Linked DNA regions of Mus musculus: regions 1, 2 and 3 are each linked to region 4. The links are chromatin contacts, called in public Hi-C, capture Hi-C and promoter capture Hi-C maps. All regions are on one chromosome and are shown on one strand. Each heading gives the region's core, a stretch centred on a gene start, on an enhancer-like site or on the middle of the called end of the contact. The rest is flanking DNA. Distances are from core to core; before and after follow the strand shown. Region 1 holds the start of Gjb3 (gap junction protein, beta 3). Region 2 holds the start of Phc2 (polyhomeotic 2). Region 3 has its middle 26 kb from the start of Gm40252. Region 4 holds the start of Csmd2 (CUB and Sushi multiple domains 2).

Evidence for each region. Promoter capture Hi-C pulls out the DNA fragments that hold promoters and counts their contacts. Hi-C and Micro-C count contacts between places; a contact is called where the count stands out from the background. Capture Hi-C pulls out chosen DNA fragments and counts their contacts.
Region 1: a promoter capture Hi-C map of neural stem cells shows a contact between it and region 4. The contact joins the promoter of Gjb3 here to the promoter of Csmd2 in region 4. A contact is called at or near these places in 2 of 39 promoter capture datasets (neural stem cells and second pharyngeal arch cranial neural crest) and 3 of 115 datasets of contacts at active chromatin or transcription factors (astrocytes, embryonic forebrain and forebrain).
Region 2: a capture Hi-C map of embryonic stem cells shows a contact between it and region 4, with 4 times the contacts expected there. The contact joins the promoter of Phc2 here to the promoter of Csmd2 in region 4. A contact is called at or near these places in 2 of 484 Hi-C or Micro-C datasets (both in embryonic stem cells), 4 of 115 datasets of contacts at active chromatin or transcription factors (astrocytes, embryonic hindbrain, embryonic stem cells and 1 more) and 1 of 9 other capture datasets (embryonic stem cells).
Region 3: a Hi-C map of cerebral cortex shows a contact between it and region 4, with 5 times the contacts expected there. The contact joins the enhancer-like site here to the promoter of Csmd2 in region 4. A contact is called at or near these places in 3 of 39 promoter capture datasets (cranial neural crest, hippocampal neurons and second pharyngeal arch cranial neural crest), 1 of 484 Hi-C or Micro-C datasets (cerebral cortex) and 6 of 115 datasets of contacts at active chromatin or transcription factors (astrocytes, embryonic forebrain, embryonic hindbrain and 3 more).

The regions. Positions count from the first base shown.
Region 1 is chr4:127,329,183-127,332,202 of GRCm38.p6, reverse strand. It overlaps Gjb3 (gap junction protein, beta 3), which reads left to right and starts at 1,367. Exons shown (of 2, transcript NM_001160012.1): 1 at 1,367-1,701. Gm40251 (a long non-coding RNA gene) reads right to left here and starts at 2,840. Exons shown (of 4, transcript XR_868156.3): 1 at 2,068-2,840; 2 at 212-315.
Region 2 is chr4:128,653,412-128,656,252 of GRCm38.p6, reverse strand. It overlaps Phc2 (polyhomeotic 2), which reads right to left and starts at 1,551. Exons shown (of 15, transcript NM_001195130.1): 1 at 1,437-1,551.
Region 3 is chr4:127,441,450-127,444,248 of GRCm38.p6, reverse strand. No RefSeq gene overlaps it. Among named protein-coding and RNA genes, the nearest start is that of Gm40252, 26 kb to the right of the region's middle. Within about 2 kb of position 1,463, at least 6 of the 459 cell types and tissues checked have an H3K27ac peak or open chromatin away from gene starts, as enhancers often do. A contact at or near this core is called in cerebral cortex, where this site is marked.
Region 4 is chr4:127,986,760-127,989,913 of GRCm38.p6, reverse strand. It overlaps Csmd2 (CUB and Sushi multiple domains 2), which reads right to left and starts at 1,870. Exons shown (of 71, transcript NM_001281955.1): 1 at 1,643-1,870. The coding sequence starts at 1,844. It also overlaps a transcript of CK137956 not described here.

The DNA.
Region 1 (3,020 bases), core at 118-2,617, 660 kb after region 4:
CACCTGGGACAGGAGATGCTGGGCCTGGCCCAGAGCACCCACAGTACAGGCCTGATGGAAGGTATCCCAGGGACCAGGAAATGAGATGGGTGTCAAGGAAGCTGGGGGTGGAAGGTGCTTCAAGAAGAAAGGCGGGACTCTGTGACAGCTGTTTCAGGAGGTCACGGATTTATTACTGTGTGGGATTTAGCATCGTGGAGATCAGAGTTACCTTGACAAGGCTTTTCTTGTAGCACAGCAGGGACAGAAATCTTCTGGTGGGTTGAAGCATGAGTGGGAGGTGAGGAAATGGGACCAGGCATTTTGCTCTGAAGTCTAGGGAAATAATTGAGAATGAGCAGCAGGTGGCAGGGTCAGGGTCCCCCAATCCCATCACCCAGGCACATTAGCAGAGTCATCCAGAAAAAAAAAAAAAAAAAAAAAAAACAACAACAACAAAACTGGCACTGCCCAGCCATAGTGCTGATAATTGCTCTGCCCATAGCAAGCACAAGGTAGCCTCTGCCACAGGGCTTTGCCGTAGCCAATGCCAACGTCACTGAGGTCCCTGGAGTTGGCTCTGTTACTTCTATGTGTCCCTGGGTTTATCTCGGGGCCTCTCCTTTTCTCTTTTCAATGTAGATCAGAGATCTTTCCTTTGCGTGCTGTATGAATGATATGCAGCTCCTAAGAGAAGCAACCTTGTCTCAGGCGCTCCGCTCAGGCGAACGGGAATCCTTCTGGGTAGTAGGAGACAGTAACAGAGCCTCCTAATGTAGGCTGCCTTTTGTAGATCAGAAGCCCGCATCAATGGATATCGTCCCAGCAAGTGGAATGAATGGTTACCAGGGTCGGGCATCAGTCATCTCTGTCTAGACAGTGAAGCCTCGGGCAAGGTTGTGAGTAAGATCTGGGGATCCCAGGGAAACCCTGGATTTCCGTTCCTGGGGCGATAGGGCTTTTAGGATCTCAGTCCTGGCCCACGAATAAGACTGAACATCTTAGTCTCCAGAGCCCCTCAAGCGCAGGTCTCCCACCCTTCACAAGCTGGGCCTCCCACCCTGCTTCACACTCCTTTGGGCAGACTGGGTCATCTAAAATCTCTCCAAACACCATCCTTGCCCCTGAGATTTCTTTTCCTGGTTGTGTCCCTTCCGGTGGCCAGCACAGTGTGAGCCCCGAAAGACTGTCTCAAAGATACACTGCCTCCCTGGAAAATGCCATCAGGGATGCAAACAGGGCGGGAGGGGGGCCCCCAAGAGCGTACGAAAACTTTGAAACTTTGCAGCAGGCTGGGATCCAAATGGGCAGGGCGCAGACGGGGTATCCGTGGTAACCAGCGTAGGCGTGTCATTTATTGCCATCCCTACTGCCACGGCACTTAACAGTTTGCAAGGTGTTTCACACCCTAATGTCATTGCAGTCCTTGCAACAGCCCTGCCAGTGGCCACCAATGCCCCCATTCCACAGGCGAGCACGCGGAGCCTCCGCAAAGGAGCCTGCTGTTCCCTAGTCAGCGCAGCTGCTCCTGGATTAGAACTTGCATCCCTGAGGCGACTCCGGGCTCCTCCCCGGCCGCCCCTCCTCCACGCTGCCTCTGGCTGTGCTGGCCAGGAGCCTCACCGAGGCCACAGAGCTCGGCTTGGCTCCCGCCTCGTTCCTCCTCTGCTGTGGGTCTTGGGCACGTGGAGCCAGGCTCCCACGGTGGCGGCGCCGCTGACTGTAAGTACCGGGAAGGGGCGACAATCCAAGGCAGCTGAGAACCCCTCTCTATGGGGATCCCCTGGGGGGCTGGACTGGGGCCTGCCCACGCGCCCAGCATGGAGATTTAATGCTGCAGAAGCGCAGGGAAGGAGCACCCTAACCCAAAGCTCTGCTCCCCGCCCCCACTCCCACTTCCACCCCACACACTCATACATACACCAGCATTCTGGAGCAGGTGGCGGTTCCGGACACTGGAAGGTTCACAGAAGGGGACATACACACCCGCACGCGCGCGCGCGCGCGCGCGAGTCACAGGTTCACAAAGCTCCCAAACTGTCTAGAAAGGAAGGAAACGGGGCCCGGGGCCCAAGAGGGGAGCTATACCTTTGGGGCCAGCCACAGTGCTGCGGGGTAGAAAGAGATGGAGCGGTTGGGTCCCGCAGCTGGATAAAAACTGGATTAAAAAAATAGTAATAATCGTTCTAGTAGCTGGAAACGGGAGTTGGGGGGCAACAGGGGATCCAGAACCGGCTCTGCCAGTCCTCAGCACGGGCTAGGCGAGAAATTCTTTTCAGGTGAGTCTGTCTCGGGGTGTGTCTTAGAAGGGACTAGGTAGCCTGCACCAAAATGGGGAGCCCCAGACGTGGCATCCTTAGGGGGTACCGGGTGGAAGGAACTCCTCCTCCCCTTCACTCTCCTTGAGCACTCCCAGGAAGAGCCGGCTGGGGAGGGAACAGTCGAAGATTCTTGCAGTAATCCAAGATAAGAGATAAGGAACAGGGTTAGCGACATTACAGAATTCTCTTGGATTTCTCCCAGCTAGTAAACGCAGTCCTGGCATTTCCTGGGGGGTCAGAATCCAGGTGCTAATCTTTGGCCCTCCCTGGAAGGTTTAAAAGTAAGTGCCAGGACCAAACCCATAAGGGTCTTCACGCTCTAGGGCTTCCCAGATACCCCCATCTAGTCGAGAACTGAGATTCTCAAAAGACAGACCCTGTGGAGGGCAGCAATACTGCCATCTAATTCCTGGCTCGGTTGGTCCTCTGCCGTTCTGCCCAGCCCTCCCACAGCCTCTCTGAGAACTCCACTCTCAAGCTCTGAATTGAGTGTGCAAATCCAGTGCCTACTGAATGAACACTGAGTGATACCAAACTTGAAGCAGCCAGCCAGTCAAGTAGGCATGTTAATTGGACAGGCAGATGATAAATGGGAACAAAAACAAACAAACAAAAGACCAAGGTTTAAATTGCAAATTGAGTTTGAGGGCTACTAAAACCAAGGGAAACAGGAACAGACTGACCAGGGCGGGTTCAGACTCGAAGTAATTTGAGAACAGA
Region 2 (2,841 bases), core at 302-2,801, 670 kb before region 4:
GTATAAAGCCAATTCCCAAATAAAAAGAAGGGGCGGGGGAAGCTATTCACCTGAGAGAATTTTCCTTAGTCACACCACTCACTGAGCCTTCTGTTTCAATGTCCTCCCTAACCTTTGCAACAAACTCCTATTCATCCTTCAACACTTTGCTGAAGTATGCTCTCTGGGAAGCCTTCTTTGACGTTGCATACATTTAACAGATCCATTCTTGCATCTGTTCTTCTGCTATCACTTTGGCTAACAGTTTGTCTCTTCCACCACCTCTCTGAGGACAAGGGCTAATTATCTTAGTCAGTGTAGCATCCTCTAGACACAACAGCGTGCCTGGTTTATACCAAGTGTTTGTCGTTGTGTTGATAAATACGCAACCTGCAAGTACAATTCGCATTTGATTTGCAAACCTAGGTTTGGTCGCTGGGACTTTTCATGTGGAAGCACGTTTCCCCTTGTTGTGAAGAAACGATTTGAGACTCATAAAGTAAGCTCCGACCATGAGAGCACATTAGTCTGCTTTTCATACCCCAGAGACTGGAGCATTTCCCCTCCACACTAAACCTCCTGGGGCTGGCTTGATATTAGCAGCACAGCTCCGTGCTAGCATTTCTATTGTGGCGAAGGCTAAATTACACCACGAGCCTAATGCGGCCACCAGTCTTAGTGAATTGGGGGAAGGGGTAATTAGAAGACAACATTTCTGTAGCAGACCTAGGCGCGGAGATGGAGGAGGAAGTTGATTTAAACCTAGCCATTAAAAGAATACGCCAGAAACTAAAGCAAAACAGGAGCTTCCTCTGGACACGACAACATACTCTAGTGCCCAAGGTCTGTTCCCCACGGTTGTCAGGTCAGAAAACAGGGGGCAGTGCCTACCTTGGGCACCCCTCCTTCTCTACCGTGGGACCTGCTTTGCTTAAGGAGAGAGCTCTTTTCTTCCAGTAACAACAACCACAGTTTGCTCCCCAACGCACCATCTCGATCTCGCCTTCGATGCCCAGCAACCCCCACCAGGCTTAACTCGGTATCTAAAGTGCCTGTGGCTGGGCTGTCAGGCCACGGAAGAGCAGGCGCGCGGTGGGGAGGCCGGACCCCGGTGTCTCCACAGTCCCCCAGAGGACACGGGCCGCAGGGGCGGGCCTCTCCATGTAAGAAGGCCACGCGCCCCCGAGATCACGCGACTGCAGGGACTTCAGCGGCTCTCCTACTGCCTCCCGCAAACCCTGACTCCAGAGATCGCCGCGGTCCTCATCGCGGCCGGGTCCGCGTCGGCGGTGAACCGGTGTCCACCGCGCTGCCCAGCCTTGCGCCGCAGGGCCCTCTCGCCGCACCGTGACAGCTGGGTGCCCAAAGGGTTAAACCCGCCGCGCGACGCCGGGTGTCCCCCGCGCGCCGCCCCGCCGCCGCCAGCCGGCCCCAGCGCGCACGCGCCCGCCCGTTACCTGCGGTGGCCTCCGCGCTCCTCCTCCACCTGGCCGCGCTCTCCCGGGGCCGCCCCTCAGCCCGCCCCCTCGGCTCTCCGCCGCGCACCCTGCTGGCTGCCCAGCTGTGGCCCGCGGAGGAGGGGCCTGGGGGGCGATTACCATGTATTAGCATACCGGAGAGTGTCACGTGCCCACTCCAGCCAATCGTCACTCGGAGAAGGCGGAGATTGAATTGAACACGCCTTGGTGCTGCTCTGGGACTGAACCGGTGGCCATGGCAACGGAGGGGAGGGCGGAGGAGGGGGCGCAGGCTCTGGAGCCTTGCCATCCCTTTGGAGCATCTCCTCTACCTGAACTCCGCACTGGGACTCCGGGTACTTTTCCTATTCTGCATATGGAGAGCACCTCAAATTGGTCTAGACAGGGAAATTCAGATTCCGGAAAGGCTCTGAACACTTAAACCACGTGCCTCACACTTTTCTGCAGCTAACTCTCTGGTAGCTTTAGGAAGTACATATCATAAACTTAATTTGATACTGGGGCGAGTTTATGCTCAGAGAGGCTCAGCCACACACCCAAAGTCACACAACCACCACACTACATTGTAAAGTGGAAATGTGAGAACATCAGGCCCAGGGCTCTCCTGCGTTCTTCACAATTCCAAGCGGTGGAGGGGAAGACTGTATACAAACAGTCGAAAGAAATTTCATACATCAGCAGTGGAGCACCTTTGCACTGCCCGACAATGTCCTTCTGAGGCATAAACCCGGTACACATATTACAGATGAGGCCTGGGCCAAACAGCTGTTAGGAGCCTATAGTTAATCATTCAATCCATGTGTGCTCAAGCTATCAAAAAATTTTACATCCACTCTTAATTGCACTGTTGCTATGGCCACTTTACTGATCCAGACACTGAACCATCGAAGCTGGGCAAGGAAATGTCCATACTTATTCCTCCAGTACTTCACACATTTAGATTCCAATCCTGGCTTATCCTACTCCAAAGCTATATTCTAAAGGCACCTCATTATACCAGGCTCATTGAACTTAGGTTTAGGCATAAGAACACCTTCCCTAATAGGACTGTCACTCAAGATTGAAATATATTCCGTGACAAGTGGCAAGTGTTGAAGTCACAAAACATAAAGTCACCCAGTTGGTAGGGGACTCTAGGATTCTGTCTCTCTGCCTTCATCTCTGTTGATCTGGTAATTCACTTAAAGGGACAAGCACTCCCATGGACTTGTTTAGTTCAGTGGTTCACTGATTTTAATGTAGCATGGACGGATTACTGGATTAGGCCCTGTGGTTTAAATGAACTATCTAGACACTTTAAGATCATTTAAAATATATAAATATTTCTTCCCACCAGACTGACTTAAAATCCAATTTCCTTCTAAACTGCGACTTAAGAGCACAG
Region 3 (2,799 bases), core at 214-2,713, 550 kb after region 4:
CCAATAAGGCCACGCCTACTCCAAAAGGCCATGCCTACTCCAACAAGGCCAAGCCTCCTACTAGTGCCACTTCCCATGGGCCAAGCATATTCAGACCAGACCTCCACAGCAGATGATCATTCTACCACAGAGATTCACCTCAAGCCCTCCTATAAAGCTCAAACCAGTGTGTTGGGATCTTTGCAAAATTAAATATGCTGGATCTTTATCGGAATTGCATTGAATATACAGATCGATTTGGGAATGCAAACATTTTTACATCATTTCCTTCCGATCTATTTTATATATATAAACTTTATATTTCCCCTATGCTGCACCACACGTTTTAGGTTTATCCCTGGCTATTTTATTTTATTGATGCTACTGTAAATGACGTCGACTTTAAGCACAATTCCATCTGTGTGTTGTCCATGTAGAAAATCCAATTAAATTTATGCTGGCTCTACATCCAGAGAGCTTTTATTAGTTCTAATAATGTATTGTCCGATTCTCCGGAGAGTCCCGTGTTTACTATCCATCATCTCAAAATAATGAGTCTGATGATCCCAATCCTTATTTCTTCTTTTACTTTATTGTGTATGATATTTGTCTAGCTCTGTCAGCGGAGACCTTTGGTATATCTTAGAGAGACGTACGTCATCACTGCAGGCAAGGAGCCTGGTTTTGTGTGTGTGTGTGTGTGTGTGTGTGTGTGTGTGGTTTGTCTCACAGAGGATATTCTAAAGTCTCACCTTTAGGCGTAGTATTTAGAGTGAGGTTTTTAGGGGTGATGTGCAGTGAAGTGGAGGAATCGTCTTTTATCGTTGGTTCCCAAAGACTTTTAAAAAGAAGTACACATCAGCATTGGAGTTTATTCCATTGTGTGTGTGTGTGTGTGTGTGTGTGTGTGTGTGTTACAAGGATCTAATTGCTCTCTCCTTTCATTGTTAGTATAAGGAATCACATTGATTTTTTTTTTTATGCTCTAAGATGAACACAACCTTCCGTTCCTTGTGCAGGTTAGCTTAGGGCACGTTAGCATGCTTCTGTACCGCAGAATTCTGTCGGCCGATATTTGGCTCAGAGCGATGCATCTGCGTTCCCCTCCCCTACTGTCAGAATTTCTGCTAAAGATAATGCTAGGCTCACGAAATGGGCTGGGTCGTGTTTCCTCTTTGTCTAGTTTGGAGGTATTGATTTCTCAAATGCTCGCTAGAACTCACTAATAAAATCATGTGGGAGTATCTGGTATTTTCTTTTGTTTAAAAAAAATCACAAAATTGATAATTTCACTTATTTAAAAACTGTAAGACCGTGCAAGCTTTAGATTTCTTCCTTGGATGGCTTCTGGGGTTTATATTTCTCCAGAAAATTTTTGCGTCTCACCTACATTTTCCAAATGACTAGCACCAAGCTGCTCGTTGTTCTCAGTGACCATTTGCATCTAAGCATCTTGGGCATGTTCCTTTTTATCCCTCTGTTTTGTCTGCCTCCCGTCTCCCTGACAACTCTCACCAGAGATTTCTCAGTCTTACCACCTTTCACAAACAACTCTCTCTGATGCGTGTCTGATTTCCGTGGGTTTCATTACATTTTTTATATGTATGCATGTACCCATACTATAACCTACATGCAGAGGTTAGAGGACAATTTGTGAGCATTGTGACTCAGGTCATGAAGCTTGGCAGCAAGCACCTTTCCCCTCTGAGCTCTTGCTAGCCTTGACTTCCCTCTTTCGCTGTTATTTTGGTTTTTTTGTTCTTTTCTGCCTTCTTATTTTTGGATCTTTTTTTTCTGCTCCTCATCCTCCGTTCAGTGCAGGTCTTCTCAGCCAGAGGCGGTGTTGCACCTATGATGATCATGACTGGAGACAGGATGGCAGCAGCACACAGTGTGTCTGTTTCAAGGGATTTTGTTAAGCACCCTACAGTGAGCAAGCCCCCTTCCCTACCTCCCTCACTTTAGTAACCAGCTCCCATCTCCAGCCCAGAACCTCAGCAGCGCCGAAGCTAAAGCCAAGCCGTGTTCCAGTTAATTAACTCAGCCTTCTTTTCTGGGAAGAGCACTTAGCACTAGAATCTTCCCACCCAGCACAGCTTTTGCTCCACATCATACATATTTTTAACTTTAAATATGGAAAAATCAACTTGTTCTGGTGTACAGCTCTGCCAGATGCAACAGAGCATAGAGATGTGTAGCTGTTCCCAGTTAGGACTCCACTGTGTCCTCACCCAGGATACACCTGCACGCTGCTCCTTCAGAGTCCATCTCCTTCCACCATGGCGAGCCAGCAGTCCATCCTCTCTCTGAGCTGATAAGTTTCCAGAATATCACATGCTTAGTTTGAGCCCAGCCCCCAAAGGCAGGATTTGGGAACCCAAACCCCATCACAACAGGTGTGGAGAGATGGGCCCCAATGGGAGGTTAGAGCGCAAAGTCTCCACCCTCACAGTTAGATATGCAACAACTCATGGGGAGAGAGCCTTGTTCTCTCTCAAGCAGTCCAGGTCCGGATGCATAGCAGGAAAGCCCTCACCATATGCTACCACCTTGATGTTGGACTTCCCATATACTCCAGAGCTATGAGAAATACAATTTTTCTTTATGGGTAACCTTGTCAGAGGTTTTACAGAGTGTCAACCCAAAAGACTAAGACATCATAGAAACAAAACTGTAAAGTATGCATTTTAGAAAATGGTTTCTTTCACTTAACACTTTGAGACTCAACCATACTATTGCATAACTCAGCCTAGGATTCCCTGTTCCTACAGACTTAATGACTAAATCAGCTGTTTGTGTACAGGCTTCTGTGGCGATCAT
Region 4 (3,154 bases), core at 621-3,120:
ACGGACCCCACAGCTCATGTGATAAGTCTTGGTGACCAGAAGCATTTGGTGTGAGCGGCCTCCCGGTGGGTGTGGGTGTGCGGAGAGGCCTAAGCTGAGAGAGGCACGCGCACCGCGGGCGCCCCTCTCTGGGTGTCAGTGGCTATGACTTCTTAGGATTACCTGAGAAAGTCCGGTCAAGTAGGGATAAACAGACAAGACTGTCTTGGGGAGCCCTCCCTGACAGGAAACCCCAACACTGAATGGTTATATGGTGAATGACAACGTCTGATGGGACATTTCACAAGATGCTGAAAGCCAGAGAGGGCATGAGAGTTTTTACCACACACTGGCCAACCACGGGAGGGGGCACACTTTCCAAGAAGCGCCAGGGCTTGGGGATGGCCCAGGACAAGGCTTGAGAGGCTCAACCTGTGGTTTTAAAACACCAAGCAAACAAGCAACAACAACAAAACCACTACTGTGGGGCGGGGTGTCCCGGCTCCAGGCCCAGGCATCAGGTGCTTCGGGTGTTCTTCCCCAGCGGGTGTCAGCATCCAGTAAAGTGAAAACGCAGCTCCAGGCATCCCCGTTTGGACCGGTCCCCCCACGGGCACACGGAACTTTCTAGGTTGTGGCTAAGCATCTGAAGGTGCCGTGGGTAAAGTAGAAGACCAGTTGAAACCAACAACCTTTAGAGCAACTGGGCTCACTAAAGGGTCCACATGCCTCTCTCCCAGGAACTGTAAGCTGCAACCACACATCCATCCTAAAGTCCCGCGACTCTCCACACCCTTCAGGTCTGTCCGGGCTGGCTTAAGGAGATCGAGTCTGCCACCCGAGCCACGGATGCCGCAGCCCAGGCGTTTGGCTGCAGCAGGGCGCGGGAAAGGGCACTTTGGCGCGGAGTAGGAGCCAGTAGAGGGGATGTGTCGGCACGGACCCTGGCAGTGACATTCCCCCTCCTCCCTCCCCACCCGGCACGACCTCCTCCTCCACCTCCAGTGGTTCAACCCCCCTTCAGATCTTCACATGAGCCCTTCAAGAAAGATTGCACGGACCCCCGACCTGGGCGCGCGCCCACCTGCATCCCGCCCCCAGCCCAAGCACCGAGGGGGCGGGCGGAGGGCGTCTGAGGAGGTGGGTGGTGACCGCAGTCTCAGGGCTGTTTGGGCGGGGGCAAAGGCTTTGGTCGGAGAAAATGGGCGGGGGCAGGGAAAGACAGACCCTCCAGACGCGGAGGGGGCGCGCCGAGACTCTCCAACCCCCAGGACGGGTGTGCCAGGCGGAATGGGGAGAGATGGGGGAGTATGGCTCTGGGAAAGTTTATCCCGGAAAAGCTTGGCATCTTGGGGGGCTGGGAGACAGGAGAAACTGAAGCCACAGTCCAGGTGGCCCGCAACCCATGGAGGGGGATGTCTGTCTCCCAGGCCCCCCATACCGGCCGGATCCGGCTAAGTTGTAGCTGGGGTTGGGGACATCCATGAGGGTAGAGGTGAGGATGTGGTCGAAGATGGAGTAGGTGATCTGGGCAGACAGAGAGGAGGATGAGCAGCAGGGTGGGTAATCGGAAGAAGGAAGCCAAGCCGAGGTGGGGGAAGGGACTGGGACCGCGTCGAGGTTGGGTGGGCTCGGGTGGGGCGGGCGGCGCGGTCAGACTCACCCGCGGCAGCCGAGGCACTGAGCAGCCCCCAGCCCAGCAGCAGCAGCAGCGGTGGCGGCGGTGGTGGCGGCGGTGGTGGTGGCGGCGGGCGGCCCCAGCGACTCCCGGTACCCGGCACAAGCGCCCAAATCCCGATTTCGCCGCGAGCCCTCACTGCCGGGCAGCCGCAACATCCTTGCTCCGGTCCCCGCGAGCGCGGCATAGCGCGGCCAGCAGCCCGAGGGAGAGGCTTCGCCCGCCGCCGAGGAGAAAGGAGGTCAGGAGAGCTCTGTAGCTTTTTTTTTTTTTTTTTTTTTTTTTTTTCTTCCTGCTCCGGGAGGGGGGGAAAAAAATCCCGGTACGCGGGAGCCCTGAGCTTCTGCGGCTGGAATGAACCAAGTGTCCGCCCGGCCGGGGAGAGGCGCGCTGCGCTCTCGGAAATGACTCGCTCCAATCCCGCTTCGCGGGGTTCGCGCCGGGGGGCGGGGGGGGGGTGAATTATCCCCGGATTAATCACTCCGGAGCCGCTTCTCCGCCGCTCCAAATGCTGGGGGTGGAGGCGCAGTTAAGGAAAAAAAAAAAACTGGATGGGGGGGTGTTCTTCAGCGCCACCTGCACCCCCTAATAAACCACAAATTACATCTAAAGGGTTGTTTATTCCTATTTGTTCTACAATTGACCAGTTTCTTTTAAGTTCAGTCCTCCGGTTTTCATGTAAAAGATCACCATCAGTACATCCCCTCCCGTGTACACACACACACACACACACACACACACACACACACGCACTCACGCACAGAAACACACACTCTTGCATACTCAGGCACACACACACACGCCTCCTCCACGTTTGGAAATGGGAATACTGTCTGGGGAGAGGTAACCAAAGAAGATTGCAGTTCCCCGGAGTCGTGGGTCTTGCGAGAAAATCTTGGGTACTGGCTTTGAACTTGTAGTCTTGGGTCTGGGGAGGACACTCTGGAGCTCAGCTAGCTGTAGCCCACCCCAGGAGATGGGTTCGTGGACACAGAAGAAGACAGGGTTAAGAATTGAAGGGTGAGTGAAACAGGAGGGGTGGGGGTGGTGAATGGTCCCTTCATTCAGTCCAGGGCAGTCCTACCCCTAGTCTAAGACAAAACCGCAGGGATGTATACTGAGATTGGGGGCGGGAGCGGGTATGGGATTGATGGAAGTGTTGTGTACGAGTCCCTTGAACAATTTACCCTCTAATTTAAGTGACTGGACTCTGCTTGTCCCCCATACCCACCCAACCAGGGCCCCAAACCAGATGAGTTTCTCCCAAGGAAGTGAACCCTTATCTTCTACAGGCTGGTAGCGGCTGCCTTCAGACCCACAAGGGCGCAGCGTAGTTCCCCCCCACACACACACACACACACACCAACCCCCCTCCGCCTCAGCAGCGGTCTCAGGCTGGTCTACCCTAGGCTGCTCTGCCAGTCACGAGGGCCCCTTCGTTGCCTACGCCAAACTCTTGCCTAGGGCGAAGAGACGCCTAGGGAGATGAGGGAGGCC